Regions from separate parts of the Zea mays genome. Here region 2 is linked to region 1. The links are chromatin contacts, called in public Hi-C maps. All regions are on one chromosome and are shown on one strand. Each heading gives the region's core, a stretch centred on a gene start, on an enhancer-like site or on the middle of the called end of the contact. The rest is flanking DNA. Distances are from core to core; before and after follow the strand shown. Region 1 holds the start of LOC100191469 (Acyl-coenzyme A oxidase). Region 2 holds the start of LOC100278185.

The links. Hi-C and Micro-C count contacts between places; a contact is called where the count stands out from the background.
Region 2: a contact with region 1 is called in a Hi-C map of leaf, with 3 times the contacts expected there. The contact joins the promoter of LOC100278185 here to the promoter of LOC100191469 in region 1. A contact is called at or near these places in 2 of 25 Hi-C or Micro-C datasets (ear and leaf).

The regions. Positions count from the first base shown.
Region 1 is chr9:18,959,223-18,965,053 of Zm-B73-REFERENCE-NAM-5.0, reverse strand. It overlaps LOC100191469 (Acyl-coenzyme A oxidase), which reads right to left and starts at 3,024. Exons shown (of 14, transcript NM_001136902.1): 1 at 2,662-3,024; 2 at 1,767-1,875; 3 at 1,598-1,659; 4 at 1,123-1,332; 5 at 891-978; 6 at 650-812; 7 at 353-551. The coding sequence starts at 2,808. It also overlaps the pseudogene LOC103639769.
Region 2 is chr9:19,115,036-19,120,866 of Zm-B73-REFERENCE-NAM-5.0, reverse strand. It overlaps LOC100278185, which reads left to right and starts at 3,100. Exons shown (of 3, transcript NM_001151543.1): 1 at 3,100-3,688. The coding sequence starts at 3,176.

The DNA of each region.
Region 1 (5,831 bases), core at 1,775-4,274:
TAGGAGCAAAAACCGTGCGCCTGCCTGCAACCAGACGCCCCCAACACTAAAGCAAACATAACCCGCAGGGCTTAGAGCTTGGAGGGAAGAAATCCCCTTAGCCCCAGCCAAAGACTACAGAAGGACTTCCTCTCTGGCCAGCTGAACAGCCACAGCCAAGTTCGGAGGAGTTCCATGGAAGACAGCACCATTTCTATGCTTCGACAACATCCAAGCTCCCAAAACGACCATAGAAGGTCTGCCCTTTAACTAAATATTGGTGTCCAATTGGAAAGAAATTGACAGATTATAAAGAAGATGGATAAATGGCAATACAAGAGGCTCGGAGCTCGGTATTATAAATATAGAATACCTTAGTCTCAGGGCCACCATCTTGAGAGCCAAACTGCTTTCGGATGGCGCTGTATCGTACAGCAATGCAAACAGCACGGGACAAAGCCTTAGAAGCATCTGCGACTATTGTCTGGCGAACAAAAACCATTGTCCCATAAAGCAGCTGCTTTGGGACATCTGAATGAACATATTTCCCCTCCCTTGTAACTTGTGAAAGCCTAGAATGAAAAAGAAACAGCAAGTTTGAATAGGGTTAGGCTGCAAAAAAAAAACAAATAAAGTATCACAGTGAAGTATAATAACAGAATGAATGAACCTCATCAACATTTGATCCCTTGGTATGCGCACATGGTCAAATCGCAGAACACCATTGTCCATACTGTTATATGCACCACTGCCAAATTTTCCACCAATATCACCCAGAGTAATACCAGGAAGAGGGGAGTGATCCTCTAAGCTTCGCAGTTGCACAATGAAACCTGGGACAAGGACGTGCATAAGAAACAAAGGAGACTAGGAGAACACTTAAATATCACCTAAACACAAAACACTCTTACCATGTATACCATAGTCCTTTCCTTCAGTTATCAGCCGAGCATACACCACTGCATGAGTGGAAGCTTTCCCCAAGCCACCAGGCCACCACTGCCAACATGAAGATAGATGTAACAAATTGTGGACAAGATTTTGAACAAGATACAAATGGCTAAAGTAACACAAAAAAAAGGAAAGGAAAAGAATGGTTTTAAAATAAATCAAAATGGAGGTAGTTGATTCACAGGACTTTACTTTGCTGGAGGTCAGAGTTGGACTGTGGATGACAAACTCATCAGTCTTTGGATCAAATGTGGCAGTTGTTTCAAGGCCCTGAACGTTTGAGCCATGACCGAGTTCAGTCTGAGCATAGCACCCAATTATTTGGAACTTGTAAGCCATTGGTAACCACTTTTTCTGCTGCTCCTCAGTACCTTGACCTTTTATAGCAGGAACAAACATGCCCTGCAAGATGACATTGTTTTTGTAACTTGTAAGGTGAAAATATTGATGAAGCTTGTACAAAAACTATATGTTATTCAATGGCAGGAATCTTATATCTGTTTCTTATTAAATGATAGGCCCTTATTTTTACAGAAACCCAAGAACCATATGCTGAGCATCCAGCAGCACCAATTCCAGAAGACCTTAGCACACAGCATGGACAACAAAGGATTCACCGTGGTACGATAAGAACATATACTGATGCAATAAAGGTTGATAGGCATACCCAATGCAGATCAACATAACCAGGCTGATCGACGTATAGCCTCAGCATACCTGCTTCCTCCTCTGCCAATCCAGCAATACAACACAGTAGAACATCAGTGAAACTGTCTTATCTAGCAAAATGGCTCGATACTTCTTTGGTTGGTGTTGGAATCTAGGCGACTTGGTACCTGTGAGACGTAGTTCCACAATACGCTTCCATGCATGGGCTGCCTTTCTTAGAGTGTCCTTAAACAAGTCCTTCCTGGAGAGCATGGTCCTGTTATCCTTGCGGAAGACCTACGTATTAAGCAGGTGGAATTGTAAGTGAACTTCTCGCGAAGGAAAGTTAGCTACTGTAACCTGATGCATTATCTTGGCTTGATAATCAAAGCTTGGGTGCTGATTTGGCTCAATGTTAGCCTTTACAACCTTTAGGAAACTAGGAACAAGGGAAATAGGAAGAATGACGGTTACAATCTTACTGTTGCTTTTTCTAAAACAGAAATAGCAATATTACAATTTCTCACAAGGATAATATACAGTTCGAAACCGGAAAGCAATCATGTATGCTAGAATAAGTCAACACGTAACTACTGTTTATAAGACAAAAGGTTATCGGTTTAGTCAGCATCGTGGGGTCATAGGGAAACACTGAGAAAACTGGTATTAGTAGTGGAGCTATGAATATTCTAGATCCGAATAATTTAAGGAAAAGGTGGTGAGGTGAAACAGTCAAAGCCGAATTGAGCTGGGTAAACCATGGCTTGCGAAATCCGTTTACTTGTTAGTTTTTTTCTGCCTTGCATAGAGAGGCTACAGGAGATCAGATGCGGAAAGGTGTTGCTGTTTTATCAGGAAGAAGGAAACGAGATTGGGATTGATCCGGGGGGGAGCGGAAAAGGCAAAGCACGGATTGTGTGGATGTCAGCTAGTGAATGAAGCTGAAAAGTTGGGGAAGGGCAAGCGAAGAGCCCGCAAGCAATCCATGCGAAGGGGAGGGGAGGCGCATCTGATTCTGATCTATGCGAAGGAGGTGGAATTGGGGATCGGGGGGAGAAGGGGGTCAAGGAAGCAATCACTTACAGGGTCGGACGCGACGAGTCGGGCCATGCGGTCGCCGACTTCGACGGCGTGTCGCGAGCCAGCCCATGCAACCTTCATCGCCTCGACATCGAAGCGCGCGGCCGACCTCTCGGCGGCGAGGTGGTCCACCTCCGCCGATGCGTCCATGGCGATCTCTGTCGAGGTCAAGACCAAAGCTCTCAGATGCCTGGCTGGGAAATAACTCACACGGCCAGACCCAGACCTGCTCCAACTCGCCAACTACTACTCGCCCTCGTCGCCTCGCTCGATTTGGCTGTTTTTTATGATAAATATAGATAGGTGGGCGAGAAACACAACGTGGAAGACGAGGACGGCTACTGGTCAGGTTTCGTGAAAACATCCATATCAATCACGTCGGCCATGTGGATGGTTGGTTTTCAGTTTTGACGCATTTATTTTTCGTTCATAGGTTATTCTCAACGGGACTTTCAGTTTCATAACACTTTTTTAACACTGTCGCATCATATCAAAAGAGTCTTGAAACTAAAAAATAAAACAATATATTTTAATGTTCACTATTTTCTAGACTAGCATACCAAATAAATGAAATGATGTAACTAAATGATTAATAAAAGTTAATAAAATATGTAAAGAAAAAATATAATAATCCTAATATAAACAATGAGAATAATTTATATTTGTCTGATATCAACAAAAAAAGTAATAATATAGTTGATTGCTCACTGTTATAGCATGCGTCTTAGCTTATCTATATAATGTAACTAATCTTTATAGCCTACGTTAATAGTTAGCTCCTTGATATTAACTAGAATAAGTGGCACCCTTACGGGCGCCCTATCGAGACAATATAATTCTTGAATAAATTGCTATATACCTTTCATATAAATTGTTCTCGAGTTTTGGTAGATTGGGGCAATAGTAATAAAATACTTTAGGTGTGCATGAGACTATCACGATAATTAATGAGCATACAATATATGTTGTTCTAACCAGGCACGCCAATCGATGTAGATGCAGATGTACAAACAGAGTGCACAAAATTAAATTCTAGTTGATTCAAAAACATATCAATTTTGTTCTTGAACCTTCAGCATATCAATCTTAAATTTTAACTTTTACAGACGCTTAGCTGCTATTTGTAGTCCAAGTGTCCAACAGGGTATTTCAAAACAGTACAACAGGCTGCTTTGGTCAGAGCTCACAGCCTTATGCAAAGCATTGCTATCTGCAAAAAGCAAAGAATGATCATGGAATGTGCAACCCGCGGATTAAAGCAAACGCAAAAGCCAAGCACAAAACTTGACATTAGCAGTAAAAGCCCATGTCCCAATCCTATACCTTCATCTACAGCAAGAGCAGCATATCTTGTGTGCATACTACTTCATCTAGCAACAGCAAATGGATTGTTTTGGACTTGGTCCAGACGTGATAGAGCGACAGTCTCCGACTCTCCGTACTGTGCTATGAGAGGTCGTCATTTCTCTGAAAAAACAATGATGAGTTGACGACATACCTTGGCCGAGTTGACACACGCGCTTTCTTTGCTGCTCGAGCTGTAACAAACAGGCAGTCGGCAGACGACGCTCTCATTCTCGTGAGCGAAATAAAAAAATTAATGGCAAGGTGATGGCGGCCAGGACGAGACACGACGACGTAAAGAAAGTATGCAATAATAATGCAAGGATCAGGTCAATCTTTACCCTTGCTTCTACACTTTGTTTTCAGGTAAGTCTTCTCGTGACAAAAATACCACCTCAGTAGTTTGTCAGGTCCGATCCGTAGACCGTAGCCTTGCATTGGTCCATCTTAACAAACAAGTACGTGCTTCCCTGAAATTTCTTGACAAATTGTTTCCCAGGGGTACGTCCCTGAAATATCCATACACGTATTTCAATTAGGACGATATCTGGGAAAGTACATCGGAAGGGAAAACTATATACATTCAGAACATCACCAAAGGCCTATGGGAAAGTTCTCCCATTATATTCAAAAGTCGCTAAAAACATATTCAAAGATGTTTTCAATTTCCAATTCGAGAAAGTCGGCTTTGAGAAAATATGCTCGTTAGAATAAGGTCTTTGGTTTGGCTTCTGGTTTTTGGAAGGTAGAAGCCATGGCCAAAAGTCAAACAGAACACATCCTAATAAGTTAACTATCTCTGTAAATTCTATTTAGGCTTGCATTTTTTATAAGAGAACCACCATTATACATTCATTTACTGTTGGTTGTTGATCGAGCCTGCATATTTTATACTACGAGACAGGCAAACAACGTTCATTCGAGCTGCCACTGCCAGTCCAGCAGCTGAGGTTCAAGAAGTCGTTGTAGCAGGAGCGCGGCTCACCTGGCCTGTCGCAATGTAGAGGCGGTTGTACCAGCCGTTGAAGGCCATCCCGATGGCCGAGACGATGTGCCGCCGCCGCTCGCCGGGGTTCTGCGACGTGTATTCCAAGTAGTACAGGCCTGCATGCATGCAACACGTGGTCAGCAAGCAGTGACTAAGCGCTGCTGCGTTCCTTCCGTCCAGCAGTCGATCGGTCCTGCTACGAGCTATGGTACTACCGTTTGCCGCCCTGGAGTGGATGAGCTTGGCGGCGAGCCCCGGCAGCGAGCCCCGGCGGCCTCTGCCAGCTCCTGTCCAGGCCATTCACATGCGTGTGCTCTCAGTTGTCTGTCATGGCTTACGCATTGGTTCTGGTTGGTGCCAAATCAGGCAGCAATGTTTAGACAGAGGCGAGCGCACACGTACCAGGCCCTCGGCGAAGGCAGCGACGTCGCCGAAGGACTTGAGGCTGGTGAAGTCCGGCCCGATCTCGATGATGGCGACGCTGACTGGTGGCGAGGGAAGAAGAAGAGAGAGAGAGACGCAGAAGCCCGTCAACGTGAGCTACTCCACGAACGAAACCGAGACTGACGAACGGTGTCGCGTACCGTTGGAGTCGGTGGCGGCCTGCTCGGGGTAGAACGCCGTGACGGACTTGATGCCGCTGGCCTCGCCGGCGCCGACCAGCCAGCCTGTAGACACACGCGCACAGAGCTTTTTATATAGCATGTCGCCATTGCCACCAAATTATCATTTTGCATTGGATACAGACAGGGAAACTAAATGAAAGTGCTCTGACTCCGACGACGACTAATGGAAACTGAAAAGCCGGGGGAAGAAATCGTGTGCGTGCGTACCTTGCGGA
Region 2 (5,831 bases), core at 1,851-4,350, 160 kb before region 1:
GGTTATGGGTATGGAGATACATTTTATTCATGATTATACTTTTATTATCAGTTGTTATTTACTGTTCATGATAAGATCATTATGTTAATGGGAACATGGAGAACCAGCTGGGAAAACAGTGCTACCACAAGGGTTTATGGACGCCCTTGGCTGATTAATTAGGAAAGCTAGTGGAGGACTACCTTACCCGAAAAGGGCAAGGGCAGTAGGGGAGTGGTCAGTGTAGGGAGGTCCTTGGTTGATTTTGCTGCGATGGCGGTCAGGCAAGAACCCTGCACTGGAGCTTCCTATAAACTGTAGCGGGTTTTCTGAAGCTAGTGGAACTTTGTAAAGGCCTCGTAGTGGTACCCTGCCTCGCTTCCTTGGTAGAGGTGTATGGAGTCTGATCAACTCTGTGGCAAATGGGTAACACGACTTGTGGGTAAAGATGCGCAACCTCTGCAGAGTGTAAAACTGGTATACTAGCCGTGCTCACGGTCATGAGCGGCTCGGACACTCACATGATTAAATTATGGAACTTAAACTCAATTTGTCATATGCATTGCATCGCAGGTGAGGTTGTTACTTTTGTTCTACTACTTAATTGGGCTGGTATTTACTTATACTTAGTAATTGCTAATAAAATTTTGACCAACTTTAAAAGCAATGCTCAGCTCTAACCATCCTCTTTGGTAAGCCTTACACTTCACGTGAGCTCCCACCTTTGGCGAGTTTATACACATTATTCCCCACAACTTGTTGAGCGATGAACGTATGTGAGCTCACTCTTGCTGTCTCACACCCCCCACAGGTCAAGAACAGGTACCGCAGGATGAGGCGCATGGAGGATGCTGCGATGAGTTCGTGAGAGGTCTAGGTCGTCGTCCTCCAGTCAACTTTGGGTTGCTGGACCGTTGTCTCCTTATAATGTAATTACTTATTTATTTTGTATAGAACTCCTGTTAAATAGTAAAGATGTGACATTCGATCTTGTGCCATGATTCATCATATGTGTGAGACTTGGTCCCAGCACACCTGGTGATTATGTTTGCGCCCGGGTTTTGGACCCCTAAAATCCGGGTGTGACAATCAGTTGCTCCTTGTGCTCCTCGAACTATCACTAATCCTTAGTCGACAGAATCCCCATAGTCGGCTCGATAATGTTGCTAGTAGAGACATCGGAACTATCCTTTGAACCGGCCATCAGGGCCGATCTGATAGATCTTTACGCCTTGTCCCTAGAGGAGTCACCAAAAAGTATGTTGGTGCCGATCTGGGCGCCAATCACTGCGATGAGTACCAGAGGTGGTGCTCTCTGTGGAAGCGCGATTGGTCCGCGACCTGTGCAGAGGCTAGGGTTTCTGCTTGACAAGTCAGACGGTCTGCGCGTGGTGACCGGACGGTCTGCACGTGCGCAGAGGCGACAAAGTTCACCAATAGCACCTGGATCTCGCTCCCAGGAGGGACCCCGTCGGGGAGGAGAGGTCTTAGGGTTTGACTTGGGATCGGCAGGCCACCCAAAACGCCTCTAAACGACGTAGAGCCAGAGAGAGGTGAAGATTAGAGGAAGAAATATATGTTATTGTCTACTCATAGGACAAAAAGTAAATAACAGAAGATAAATTGATTGTCTAATCGATTGTTGGTTTCTCAATCGACCGCACCCCTTCAAATATATAAGGGAAAGGTCTAGACCCATTCCTAGACGTCCTCCAACAGCTCCCGCGAGATTAGAGAGGTAAATACGCGAGGAGATAGGAGTTTAATCGCCTGATCTAATCCTATCGCTGATCATCCGCGCATATGGCCGTCCAGGCCACAATGACGGATCGTCCAGGCCACAATGACGGACCGTCTGACCATGCCTAGTGGCACAAATGGTGCTCAACAGTAGTTTTAGTTTTTTTCACATGTCAATCGACATTTGATACAATATCAGGATGTGAGCGGAACATATGCTAAAACAAGGTCCAGAAGACATTTGACACAATATCAGGAGGTGAGCGAAACATTAATAGGGTGTTTGGTTTGAGGAATAAGCTACTCCATCATTTTCTCACTCCTTATTTTTTTGTTTGGTTTGTGGAATGGAATGAGTTGAGCTATCAACACCTCATTCATCATAATTAGTTAGTTAGTACTAATATGAAGAACATGGTCATTTCACCAAATTTGAGAAATAGAATCATAATGCACCACCTAACACCCTATGTTCATCGTCGAAAAGGAGGGTTCAACAAGGATTTAATTACTCTATGAGAACACAAACGTTTTTTCTGGTCGCCGTTACCTGGCGCCGTGGCGACGACTTTTCTTTGCCGAGTACCGGCTGACACTCGGCAAAGTCTTTGTCGAGTGCCCGATAAAAAGTATTCGGCAAAGAAGTTATTGTCGATGTACAGTTTGCCGAGTTTTTTTTTTGTCGAGTGTCACTCAGCAAAGACTTCGCCAAGTATTTTTCAATTTTTGCGGAGTGGCTGATTCCATCAAGTGTTTTTTAATCTTTACGGAGTGGCTGATTCCGGTAGTGCAACTCGCATGCACAGTTAGCCATGTTTCTTCCGAACAGAATGTGCAGGGCTTGTGGTCGTACGATCGCTTCGTGTTCGTGAACTGCAGCATCCATGCCACCACTTTTCACTGGAAAGCGAGCAAGAGTCCGGTATGGAAAGCTACGTAGCCAGGGAAAGGTTTGGGAAGGGCTCACCACTGAACTAATGACTGAACCAGATAAAAAGAAGATAATGTGATACCACATAAACGTCAGTACAGCTTGCCAAAAAAAAAAGATGAAGCCTGTAGCAGGCCCAGATACGAGGCGGCCGGCTGGAGCTCTAGAGGATGGAAAGTGGGACCATCTAAATCTATGCTGGACACCGAGGCGAACACGCTGGTGCTCACGGGAGCTGCATCGTGTAGAAATAGGATTAGGAAGCATCGAAAATCATCTCAAGATTTTGTGGACTAACATGCCAGTGGCTGCAGGGGCTGACTGACCCCACCTGCCAGTGGACAGCTGCTATTCAGAACCGACCTAACTACGCCTACGCCAACGAGTGGACAGCTGGCATCGCTTCGAACTTCAAAACTCAAAAGTTCGAACTCCCTTCGCCTCTCGCCACAGCGCGCGAGAAACCCACCCCCGTCGCCGTCGTCGGCATCCGCCGCCGCAGGAGAAGCACCACCACCGCGGGCCATGGACTTCTTCCCCGACCGGGCGTTCGTGCGGCTGCGGAACCGCGCGTACGGCACGTACCTCTACGCCGACGACGACGGCGCGGGCGTCATCCTGAAGCCGCAGCGCGGCTCCCTGCAAACGGCGTGGCAGGTGCACCGGGTATGGCGCCACGACCGCATCTACATCCTCCTCCACAGCGCCGCCTACGGCCGGTACCTCGCCGTCTCGCGCGTCACGACGTGGGTCGACACCCGTCACCATGCGAACCTCACGGTCCAGGGCGTCTACGAGACCCCGGAGCAGGACGACGTCCTCTGGGAGGCTGCCTATGTGGACAACGTCCACGTCGTCATGCTCCAAGCCTCTCACCGTCTTCTCCGCGCCAGCACCCAGAACACCACCTTCTTCAGATACGTCTTCGTCGATCACCCCGGCCATTATTACGGCACCATGATGCATTGGACGGTCGAGGCCATTCCCGCGAGACCACTACCATGTCCATCCGCCTTTCCCATCCCAGTCCCAACTGACGTGAGCTCTGTTTGAATAAATCCTAGCTGCTAACTATAGAAGGCAGAGGCCCTTAGCGCCATTAGAAGAAGGTGTGCCCAGATTACGGCATACCCCAGGTGATTGGGATGGCAATCATCGAGCACGATTATGCCGGGATTGGGTAACCATGTATAGCTGCGTATGTTCTCTTTAAATAGCAATAGCAAAACAACAGAAGCAAGCAAGTCGCTCTGCTTCACCAAAATACATCTCGTGTGTCTGTCTTCATCGTACGGGACTCTGTCATTTGGTACCAGAGCCTATTCTCCGCCGTCGCCATGTCGTCCCGACCACCATCCAAGGTGAAGCCAACGGACGACCTCGACGGGGAGCAGAAGGTCAAGCACTCGCGATCGCCGTCGCGACGCCGTGGCCGCTCACACAGCCGCCGCCGCTCCGGCTCACGCGTCGTCGAGCGCGTCATCGAGCGCCCGTCCGCGAACGTCGCGTGGCCGATGCTCACGCGGACGAATTACTCCGAGTGGGCGCTCGTAATGCAAGTCAACTATCAGACACTCCGTGTCTGGGACGTCGTCGAGCACGGCATTGACGACAACGACGATGAAGACGAGTACCAGCAGGACCGTCAGGCCATGGCCGGCCTCCTGCGCTCGGTACCATCTGAGATGTGGGCAACACTCGGCCGCAAGGAGACCGTCAAGGAGGCATGGGACGCAGTCAAGGTGCTCCGGATCGGTGACGATCGCGCGCGCGATGACAGCGCGCAGCAACTGCGCCGCGAGTTCGGCGCAATCGCCTTCAAGGAAGGGGAGACCGTCTCCGAGTTCGGCATCCGCATCTCGACGCTCGCCGCCAACCTCCGCACCCTCGGCGACAACATCACGGACGCCGAGGTAGTGAAAAAACTTCTGCAGGTTGTCCCGGATCGGCTCTCGCAAGCCGCCGTCTCCCTCGAAATGTTCCTCGACCTGAACAAGGTGTCGATCGAGGAGGTCATCGGGAGGCTACGCGTCTTCGAGGAACGTGGCAAGCCGAAGGAGGTCACGGACGCCTTGGGGCGCCTGATGCTCTGTGAGGAAGACTGGGAGGCACGCTGCAAGGCCCGACGTGAGCAGAAGAGCTCTGGTGGCAGCGGCGGCTCCAGCAGCCGCGGGAAGCGCCAAAGCCGAGGACGTGGTCGCGGCGACGCAAGATCCACGATGCATGCCCACGATGGCCAGAACGCTGGTGCCAGGAACGCGGGCGGTGGAAAGCCGCCACCTGGCACGGCCTGCCACAACTGCGGCAAGGAAGGGCACTGGGCCCGAGACTGCCGCGGGAAGAAGAAGAAGGGTGCGGCACACGTTGCGCAGGCCGAAGAAGATGACGAGCGCGCACTGATGTACATCGCTGCAGACACGGAGGTAATCAGGCCACCCGTGTCATGCTGCCACTCTGTTTCACCGGCGTTTGCAGCTGAGACGCAGGAGCAGGTCCACATCATCGAACCCAAGGTACTCCTTCACCTCAGCCAGGAGCAGGAGGAGGAGGCTGTGATGCTTCACCGCTGGGTACTTGACACCGGGGCGACGAACCACATGACGGGCTCGCGCAACGTCTTCGCCGAGCTGGACTCCGGCGTAACGGGCACCGTTAAGTTCGGAGATGGGTCCCTGGTGGATATCCAGGGCAAGGGCACGGTGTTGTTTGCCTGCAAATCCGGCGAACACCGTCGGCTCGACGGCGTCTACTACATCCCGCGGCTCACCACCAGCATTGTCAGCCTCGGCCAAATGGACGAGGACGGATTCAAGATCGACATCGAAGCAGGCGTCCTACGCTTGTACGATCTGCAGCGACAACTACTGGCAAAGGTGCACCGAACACCTAGCCGACTCTACCTCCTCGACATGAACATAGCTGCTCCGGTGTGCTTCACCGCGCGGGTCAGCGACGTGGCGTGGCGCTGGCATGAGCGCTATGGCCACCTCAATTTCCGGTCGCTGCGCAAGCTCGGGCGCGCAGACATGGTGCGAGGACTCCCGCCGATCGACCATGTGGACCAAGTCTGTGAGGACTGCGTCCTGGCAAAACAGAAACGGACACCGTTCCCGCAGGCTGCCAAGTACCGGGCTCAGGAGGAGCTCGAACTGGTCCATGGCGATCTGTGCGGCCCGATCTC